Regions from separate parts of the Solanum lycopersicum genome. Here region 2 is linked to region 1. Evidence: chromatin contacts called from public HiChIP or PLAC-seq data. All regions are on one chromosome and are shown on one strand. The core of a region is the stretch at or near the end of the contact, and the rest is flanking DNA. Distances in the headings are between cores, read along the strand shown.

Region 1 (5,443 bases), core at 2,235-4,734:
ATCAATTAGTTTTGCATACAACTCATTATACTACATGATGATGAAATCTCTTTATCGAATTGCAGTGGAAATCTCATGAAAATCTTATTCGAACACTTTGTACTTTCACTACTAATTCATTATTGGTAAATGAAGCACCAACAGTGGCAAGCTCATTGCAAATAGAGGGCACTTGATGGAGATAATCGGGGATTTAGCAGGAGTCTTTTGATAGTCACCGTGACCTGAGAATTCATGTTTGGGACTTGTTGACATAATCCAAGAGCACAAATACCAAGTAAGTTTAACATTGAAGGCAAAAGAAATAGTTGAATTAACCATAGGATCGACAGGAGCCATTATGGCATTTTGGATCAATTGATTCTAGCAAAACCAAGTGTTGTACCCACTTCTTTACTAATTTGTGTGATAGTTGATTAATGAGCGGGAGAAGATCCGAACGTATTGTGCCCACACATAATCATGGAAATCTGGGCATTTCAGGTAGAAAAGTTTGAGCTGCCAAGAAGCTTTATCAGTAACTGGATTAAATAAAACAACAATATTAGAGTTGGTGCCGTTGGACTCCGCATATCATATGTTCTCAAGCTTGTTAAGAGTAAGTTTGTGGTGGTATATAGTCAGAGGATCGGATGGGATTTTTTTTTGGGGGGGGGGGGGGGGGAGATTTAACATGTGAGCTATGAAACCATACAAGTAAATGAGCAAAATGAAGCAAATATTCGAGAAGGAAAACGTTAATAATTATTAATATTAACATTATAAATTTGGTCCAAAGAATATACCAATTACTGATTTGACCAAATCCGAACGCAAAGTCGCACAACAACGACAATGTTAAGAGATGGGAGATGTTCTTGATCTCTCTGCAATGATGAAAAATAACAATGTGTATGTAATTTATAATGCATTGACTTGAGCAATATGCTTGTGAGGTTGGCTAACTGCTGGATGCATATGAATATATTAATCAAAATGAAGCTTATCATGTCAATGTTTGATGAAATTTATTAGGTGCTTGCAGAATTTATGGCAGTCTTCAAATGAAAAATATATATTACGCTCTATCTAAAATTAATCCGAAAAGTCGCCTTCTACATGCGTACATCTAAATATAAGGCACTCATGTACAAACAAGTTTCGGCGAGTATGATTTCAGTGATAGTTATATATGGATGACATTAACTTCCTTCAATAACAGTATTGTCTTCGGGATGATAGCTTTCTTCGACAGTACAATTGTTTTGATTTTTTGAAGATTACTAATTTTTCTCATTTATAAAGAGGTCAATATCTCACCTTGTTCATCAAACATACGGAAACTTGTTAATGAATTTTTCCTCTCTTATTTTCTGTCTCTCATAAGAATAAAGGAATACATCAGATATTTGTTTAATCATAGTTGAAGTTTTCATTACTGCATATATATATATATATATATATATATATATATATATATATATATATATATATATATACGCGTGGAAAAAATGGAATGTGAAGGGGTTTGCTCCAAATATATCAGCCAAAAAATAGAAAAAAATTTGACTTGCATTCAATGTGTTTCATGCTCTGAGGAAAAGCAAGTGAGGTTGTTCTTCAGCGAGTTTATGATTTTTCACTTCCACAACCTGGTAAAACACGGAATTTTTATTAACACAAAAATAGATTAACTTAAGTTACAAAAGAAATTTATTTTTTACCTGAAAGCCAACATTTTGATAAAGCTTTTGTGCAGGTCCATTGTTTGTATGTACATGCACAAACACCTTTTCTGCACCTATTACACAAACAACAGATTTAGTCTTTTCGTGATTGATTCTACAACTGTTGCATCCAAATTATATTGCTTACCATATTCTTTAGCCAATCTAATAGCAAAATTCAACATGTTTCTTGCAACACCTTTCCTTCGAGAAGATTTCAGAACACATAAATTTGCAATATAACCATATCTATTAATGGATGATCTCTCAATGTTGCTCAAATCAGGGGCATTCACCCTTCCCTGTTGAATTGAAGACATTTCAAATCTTGACGGGAAAATTGTTACTTATTTATTCAGATTAATTACCCCGGGAAAAGACTCTCCACTTGACAAGTGCCCGATGATTAAATCTAGTGTCCCAACGACACTGTTAAGTACTGTATGTCTGATAATTTTATCTTCTGCCCGTACCTGTTGATGTCAACAGTACATATCAGATATGATGAACTAAAACAAGTTTGAAGCTAATTTTCTTGCAAGACAAGAGTTGAAGAAAAATAATATTATGTGAAGGTAAATTTCTGTTTACAGATTTATTTATACCGCAACAATGCAGGTGCATCTTTGCCCAATTTGTGATTTGCATCTTCTTTTCAAGGCATTAAACTCCTGCATAGTGGAACTATGAGATATTATGCACTGCGCATACGTTTTTCATGTAACACTTGTAAATTACCTGCTCTGCATATTTCCTTTTATAGTTATTGACGAATCTGCATTATCAAAGACGAAAATGATTAAAGATTTCTTGTAGTTAACTATCCAATCCGACCCATTAGCTTTTGACTTCCCTGATTATTCGTGAAGCCATAGGTTTTTACTAACCCATTGATTTATTTTTTAATCTATGATAAGTATGGTTGGATTGGATATTTTATCCGATCCTACCAAAGGTAGGGTGTGTTGGTTGATGGTATAATAATAATACCATTATTGCATAAAAATTGTCATAATATGATGGATCATTTATATTAATTAAAGTACGATATAAAGAATTCATATAGCCAATTCCGACTAGTTGATTAATGATTCATTTATATGCATACTTTTTAAGTGCATAACAGGGTAGGGTGCATACCGATCATGTTGGCGATTTTCCCAGTGAGATTCAGCTCGCAGCCATGCTGCTCTCTGTCAATTATTAAAGCTAAACATAGTGAAAACACGAGCTATTGGATCTTAAATTATGAAGAAGGATACTAACCCAATATTCTTCATCAAGCACTGCTTCATGTGCCATGAACTGATGTCGATTTTCCTGATCCAACACTTGTTCATCCAATCGATCACAATGGAGATTCGATTTGCATGTTGATTCAGTCTCAGATTGTGGAATGGCATATCGCAATTCTCTAAATACTTGTTTCTTCCCCTTGCTTGAGGAATTGAGATTCGATGATCTTGCTGACATTATCAAGAATGCTGAAATACTCTCATGTATTGCCCTTTTACAAAAAGAATTTGTGAGGTAACCACTAGAAGTAGCCATTGTTGACATTCTCTTCTAAAATTAATAATTAGGATCTTTCTTGATTCTTGAGCACCAAACAGAGAGCACGAACTCAATAAAAGTAATTTTATTTTCCTCTTTTTGTCTCACTTTCTACCTTTAACTTCTCATATTAGAGTTGCACAAAACTATATTTAATCACGACTGTGGATAAAGGAGGAGATACTAATCACAAGTGTGGAAAAAAGAGGAGATAGCACACTGATTGATTTTTACTTTCTTACTTCTCATATTAAGGTAAAACTTATCTGAATCGCGTGTTTATATTAAATCAATACATACATGTTTTGTGTTGAAACTTATTGTTCATTTTACTTTATTAAACCACTGACATTATTTCTTTTCCTTTGCTTACTTTGGTATATTAACAATATCATAAATTCCACAATTTCTAAAATAATTTTTATTTATAAAAGTATTCTCCATAAATATGATAGAAAGAATATAAATACAATTAATAAATATAATATTTTTTTTTAATATACTCTACCAAACATTCCTAATGCCTAGAGTTTTTGTCAATGTGCTGGTAAATTTTGGTTGTCCTTGTCCAATTTTTTTTTGGTTTCTTTCGGTTGTCCTTATGCGAAAAAAATAAAATTATTTTTCACCTAGTGTTAAATATTCATATTAAAATTGAACTAAATATAAATTTAAATATCAAAAAATTCCATTTAAAAGGAAAAATATTTCTTAACAATAACACTTTCATATCTAAAAGCACTCAAATTCAAAACCTCATAAATAAATAAATAAAATTATCACTTCACTGCAACCTCCTTACGCAAATTTGAGTTGTGGAGCACATGGGTTTGGAAAGGAAACCGTTAGTGGATACAATTATTAGGTAAAGGTATGTATATCATTGTCATCCATATGTGGATCTATAGCAGCCGCCCAATTGCTTCCTTGTCCTCCTCGCGTTACATTTGAATATCTTAATACCAAATTGGGATCACAGATTTTAGGCTACCTTTGTCTTTTTTTAAAACAATTGACTTGTTAAGTTGTCTATTTATTGACATATATTTTTGGGTATGTAGCAAGAATTGATGAGAAATAGAGGGAAGGAGAGGAACTTGAAAAGCTGGAAACTTGAAAAGTCGTCTTATGCTTTAATAAAAAAGGCAATTGTCCCTCATCGGTAATGGAAAGGAAAATAGGAGAGTTTAAATACATAAACACTCTTATTAATTGTTAAAAGGGTTGGAAAGAGGGACCCCCCTCGTGCCGTTGTCGCTTCGGCTTCCGGTTTAATTTAAAATTCCCGTCATGACTATTCTGAAAGGTTGCAACTTTCAGGAACTGTCAATACCATTTGAAAGGTTGCAAACTTTCATTAATGATCGTGTCCACTGAGTCTTCAGAATATTTTCTAACGAATTTTCTGGTCTTCCTTCTTCTTCTAAACACATATTTCTTCGTGTTATATTCCAAATCAAACCTCGGATACTACAGGGGAATAATTTTCTCAAAGGGGCATTCTGAATTCAGTGGACTTGATTTTCTTCCAAACTAAAAGTTTATTTCAGATTCTGGTAAGTTTTTGCAGATTTAAGTATTGTTGAGAAATAAATTTTTCTGTTCATCTTGCTTACTGGTTCTATAAATTTCAGTTACTTTGTGTTTCTAAACAATTTATTAAAATCAGTAATTTTCTAGTTTTGATAACACAGGTTGGTTGACAATCTTAAGGAAATTAATTTTTTGAAATCAATGTTTCTGGTGGAGACAAAAATCTTCGTGATTTTATACTCCTTTAACAGAAATGGCAAACACTGGTGTTACAGTGGCTGTTGCTGCACCAACCTGAATTCTTGTACCACAAGCAGAGAAACCGGGTAAATTCACAGGTGTGAATTTCAAAGGATGGCAGCAACGAGTATTTTTATGGATTACCACTCTTCGTCTGTAGAAATTTACAAGTGAAGATACTCCAGTTCCTGCTGATGATATGCCAGACAGGGAAAAATTCATGATTATTGAAGCATGGAAACAGTCAGACTTCCTATGTAAAGGTTACATTTTGAGTGTTTTAGAGGATGACTTATATAATGTCTATAGTGCAATAACAACTTCAAACGAGTTGTGCGATGCACTTGAGAAGAAATATAAGACAGAAGATGTATGCTTGAAAAAGTTTGTGGTTGCAAAGTTTTTAGACT
Region 2 (4,980 bases), core at 1,988-4,487, 300 kb after region 1:
CATGTGGTTTAGTAATTGAGGAAGGAGAAGCAAAAAGAGCATTTGATCCAAAACCCTAATTGAAGTGTTAAAAGTTGTTTGGGGCATAAAAATAATTTTAGAAAATTGAAGTTAAAAATAATGGCATGAATGATTCTTTTCTAAAATGGCAATTATATAAATTATTCAAACTTTTAACGAATGACATATTTAAATTTTTTCCAAAGGTTGAGTGACATAATTAAGTTTTCTTCCTTTAAACATTCTCAGAATCAGCTCAAGTTGTTCAGACATCCCTACGCACCACTTTTTAAGAGGACAAAACAGAAACGTCGATTGATTGTCACCCCTAGCATTTCTAAATCGACTTGAATGTTCATTGTTTCCACCGTCAATAGTAGCAATGTTGTTAGAAAGAGAAGTTGACAGTCAAATCCCTACGTTATCGTCGAACAATTCTAATTTTGTACGCCACGGAGATAATGGACATATTATATTTAATTGAATCTACGCCACAGAAAAAAACAGTTGTGTTTTCCCTATCCTAAGTGCCCCATTAACGTTAGGCAGACTCCAATTGTCATTCCAGTAGTACAATTGAACATCAATTTCAGCAAAATACCAAAACAAACATCTCCACTTATTCATCTGATGATGATGCACTGCCTGGCACTTTAAGCACCCATTCTCAACAGCATTGAACAAGAGTACAAGACACAGGGCGCAGAGGGTGGACAAAAGAGCCTTACACCATGATCCTTTTTCAGCTTTTATCCAATGACGCAAGACAACACATTTAAGAAACAAGGAATGCAAAGGTCTAAAATGTGTACTGAAAAAAGTAATATTGTTAGGATAACATGACCAGACGGTGGGCAGACCAATAATTACAATGGGCAGACAGCCAGAGACTCAAAAACCAAACCTATGACCGATTCAATAAGTAAGCCAACCACCATGTAAACAAATCTGAGTTTGTCTTCATAGGGTGACACAGAATACAACTATTGTCTTTTATTCCTTTATTCCCATCAAGCTGGGAGCAGCAGCAGCAGCACCTTGTAGATCAGATAAGGAGAAAGACCTCCATGCATTCAATTTTCGGTCAGGAGGAGATAATGACGACTCATTCCTATACCTTCGTGTCTGCGGAGGAAGAGGAGGACGAGTGAGACAAGGCGATGATGGGCTTGAGTTCAAAGACTCGGAACTGTCAGAGCAGCTCACACTTGCAGCTAGAGCTGATGAACTTCTAGAGTTGATCGGTCTCTTGTAAATACCACGATTACCCATACCTGGGAGATAACTACGATTTTTGCCAAAGAAATTGTTGTGCGCAAGCAGATTCTTGCGTTTCCTGGTGTATGCATCCTCTGGCTTGACAATTTCTTTCACAGAGGAAATTGAAGCCGCATCTGCTAGACTGGTAAAAGATTTAGATTTACCAGCATAAAACTTTGATATGCTCCTCCTGTAACAGGGATGACGAGCCGAATAAGTGGTCGATGATAGGACAAATGGTTTGCTCTTTATGAACAACAAAATTCATAAACATTTAAACTCCAGACTTAGTAGAGAACATTGAAATAGTACTTAAAAACAAATAAAGTTCCAAGGCTAAGATTTCAGATAAACCCAGAAAACATGTGAATGTTTGCAACAACAAGAATAGTAATAGTAGTTGAAACCAACAATCAATTTTCCAGTTAAATCAAATACACAACAATATATACTAGGTGATGTTACAAGCTTCTAAGAGCAACTCAGGAGAATATCAGCCTCCTTTAGTTAGCAGTAAAAAAGACGGTGGAGTCTGATATCATCCATATGCACACCGCATTTTAGCCATACTCCAAGGAAAAAAACCAAACCAACAAAAAAGCATTTCACATGAGCGTTGAAAAGGAAATAACCCAGAATAATCAAATACATTCTCAAAGACATTACATTACACACATGCTTTCATATCTCATGATTTCCTGGATGTCAGTGTATGGAAGATCTTTCACACACAGATGAGTGTATAAGGTCGACTAGTTTAGCTCTTAACATCCATTGTGCAAAGACTTAATCATCCCCAAAACCACATCCCGAAATGTCAACACCAGAGTTGTTCACACTTCCATCAAGCTTACCATAACAAATAACCATCCTAAATGATATGAAGTTAATGAAATATACTTGTAACCAAAAATCCGAACTAAGTTTTAAACTCTGAAATTTTCTATGGAAAAGAATAAGGTTTGACCTCTATTAAACGAGTCAGTCAGTCCACTATGATTAAAACCCACAAAATGAAGGAACTTGCAACATACATAACCAAGAGAGACTGTACAAGCCATATCAACAGTTGATCCTTAATTCCTAATACAGAAACCATCTAACTGATGCATTCCAACAGACCTACTGCAAAATACACCCAGTTTTTCGTCACCTTTTAACATTTTTGGCTAATTTTCCTCAAAGTTTCAGCAACATATCAAACTACAAACTAAAGCAACCTTGATAGTCATTAAGAGACAGCAGATCCCCAAATTAACTGCAGAAAAACAACCAAACATTTGCAGATCTGTGTATAGTTAAATTAAATTATAACCTATACTATGTCTTCGAATTCCAAGTTTAGAAAAAAAAAATTAGAAATATTTTCACCTAACAAATAAAAGGGAAAAATCGACATACTTGATAGGTAAAACCTCCTCTAAGGTCCCCAAATTGTCCAAACCTCCAGGTTTAAATGAACTCTGTACTTCTTCGCCATCCCCGTCCGATGATGATCTACCGGCCGGCGAGTCATCACTATTTCTTCCGATCGATGAAGAAGAGGAAGAAGATGAGAAAGAAGAACTTCGATCGTCCCGAGGATCTCCGATGCCGAATTCCGGCGAGTTATAGATCGGCATAGAGGTCATTTCGTGGGCGGTGAATCCAGAAGGTTTGATCCGATGATCACTTGAATTATTTCTTCCCAACACAATCGACATATCTAAAAGGCAAGTTATAGAGAGAAAAAACTGATACTGCTATTTGAGTGTTTATTTAGATAGAGAAAGGGGGACGAAAAATGGAATATAAAGAGAGCCTTATCTTTATCCAGACTGAGAGAGAGAAAAATAGAATACTACAAGTTGGATAATTAATAAGATTATCTTTTAAAGTAGAAACTGAGGGTTTCTAGCCTGCATCAAGCTGTAACAATAACCGAATACTACTAGTTTCAACCTCCCATCTCCACCGTTTATTCAAAATATCATATCTTGACGTCTTTTCTGAGAAAAATATTGTATAATATACTTTAACAATTAATTAACTTATAAGTTTGCATTCGGATAATACTTTAACAGTTAATTAACTTATAAGTTTGCATTCGTTTTGATAGTATTTATATTTTAATTATATATTTGATACTCCTTCTTATTTTATGTTAACAAAATTTATGATAAAAGAATATTTAAAGACATAATTTAAATCATATTTTATATTACTATCCTATATAAATTATAAATATTACTTTGTATGTCGTGTACTTTATATCTTAAAAAGGGAAAATGTACAATTGTATCTAGACTATGATCAAAATTTCAGATATACGTTAACTAAACTAAGGTTTTGTTATCCCTAAACTTATTTTTTGAAATTTTGTGCACCTTTGTCTTACATAACATCCAAAAATATTTCACGCGCCTCAATTTCGTGAAGTCATGGAGTGTATCACGTAAAATAAATGGTGCACAAAATTGTAAAAAAAAAATCATCGTAATAAGATCTTAGTTTAATTAAGGTGTGTCTCTGAAATTACGATTATAGTCTAGCAAGATACTTGTATATTCTAAAAAAATATTAAACTTTATTTAAGTAAAGGTCAAATATGAAGAAAAAATTCAAACGAACATATTAAATTTTGAACAATAAAAAATCCTCCAGTACTTCAGTTAATACATACGAAATAGAGAGTTATATTTATTAATTATATATTTTATTTAATATTATTTGTATGCATATCAAATAATATCAATAATAATTATTATACGGTATTATTTATATTCTAATCGCATGTACGATGCACAATTATTTAACAAAATTCAAACGGTTAAAAAAATAATGTTAACGTAATTAATTTAACCATTTATACTATGCATTATTGAATATAACCGATCAAGCAATGCAAAGCATAATAAGATTAACAAAATAAACAGTGAAATTAGCTAAAGGGAAAACGATATTTTAAAAGCAAAATAAAAGAGCAATTTTAGACAACTTAAACATATTTGTGATATTAATTTGATTTGGTCCGAAATGTGTGAATGAGAAGTTAAAGTCAACCCAAACCAATTGGAAATTGCAAGGAAGTGAAAACAATACAACGTTAGCATCAATTTTAGGATACTGGTCAAACACTACTTAGTCAAAGTAATTTAAGATTACGGCTTCGTCATAATGTTATTAGGGGTGGTTTGATAAAGAGTGTTAATACAAGAATTAGTAATGGAACAATTAACAATACAAGAATAAGTAATATATAAATTAGTAATGCATGAATTATTTTTTATAAAATGTTTGATATATTATTTTCAATTTAAATTTGTGTGTGGTTTGAGATTCTACGAGAGACTTATTTTCAATTATATTTTTAAATTATTATGTGATTTTTTTTATTTTATGTACAACATTATGACATATTTTCATGTTCATTCCTTTGTTAATCTGTAATAAATAATGCTGCATAATTTAAATAAACAACATTTACTTTAAAATTTAAACATGACAGGTAGCCATCACATTATAAACTTGACAAATAACACAAGCTAGGGAAATTCACCCCTTTATGATATTTCCTACTTCATGCAGACAACTAAGACATGCTAAATAATACTTTTACCGTTTCACAAAAAATAATTTGATTTAATTTGGTACGGAGTTTAAAAGTATAAAGAAGATTTTTGTATTTTATGGTCCTAAATTAAAGTCAGGTTAAATGTATAAAATTGTCCTTTATTTTTG

The links. HiChIP or PLAC-seq counts read pairs in DNA pulled down with a chosen protein or histone mark.
Region 2: an RNA polymerase II HiChIP or PLAC-seq map of leaf shows a contact between it and region 1, with 4 times the contacts expected there. The contact joins the promoter of LOC101263316 here to the promoter of LOC101263025 in region 1. A contact is called at or near these places in 3 of 8 Hi-C or Micro-C datasets (leaf and leaf mesophyll) and 1 of 1 datasets of contacts at active chromatin or transcription factors (leaf).

The regions. Positions count from the first base shown.
Region 1 is chr5:40,761,635-40,767,077 of SLM_r2.1, forward strand. LOC101263025 (GCN5-related N-acetyltransferase 6, chloroplastic-like) reads right to left here and starts at 3,485. Exons shown (of 8, transcript XM_004239270.5): 1 at 2,973-3,485; 2 at 2,847-2,899; 3 at 2,445-2,481; 4 at 2,312-2,377; 5 at 2,075-2,179; 6 at 1,855-2,008; 7 at 1,704-1,780; 8 at 1,321-1,631. The coding sequence starts at 3,266. The coding sequence ends at 1,566.
Region 2 is chr5:41,061,394-41,066,373 of SLM_r2.1, forward strand. It overlaps LOC101263316 (protein OXIDATIVE STRESS 3 LIKE 1), which reads right to left and starts at 3,238. Exons shown (of 2, transcript XM_004239272.5): 1 at 2,662-3,238; 2 at 775-1,450. The coding sequence starts at 2,963. The coding sequence ends at 994.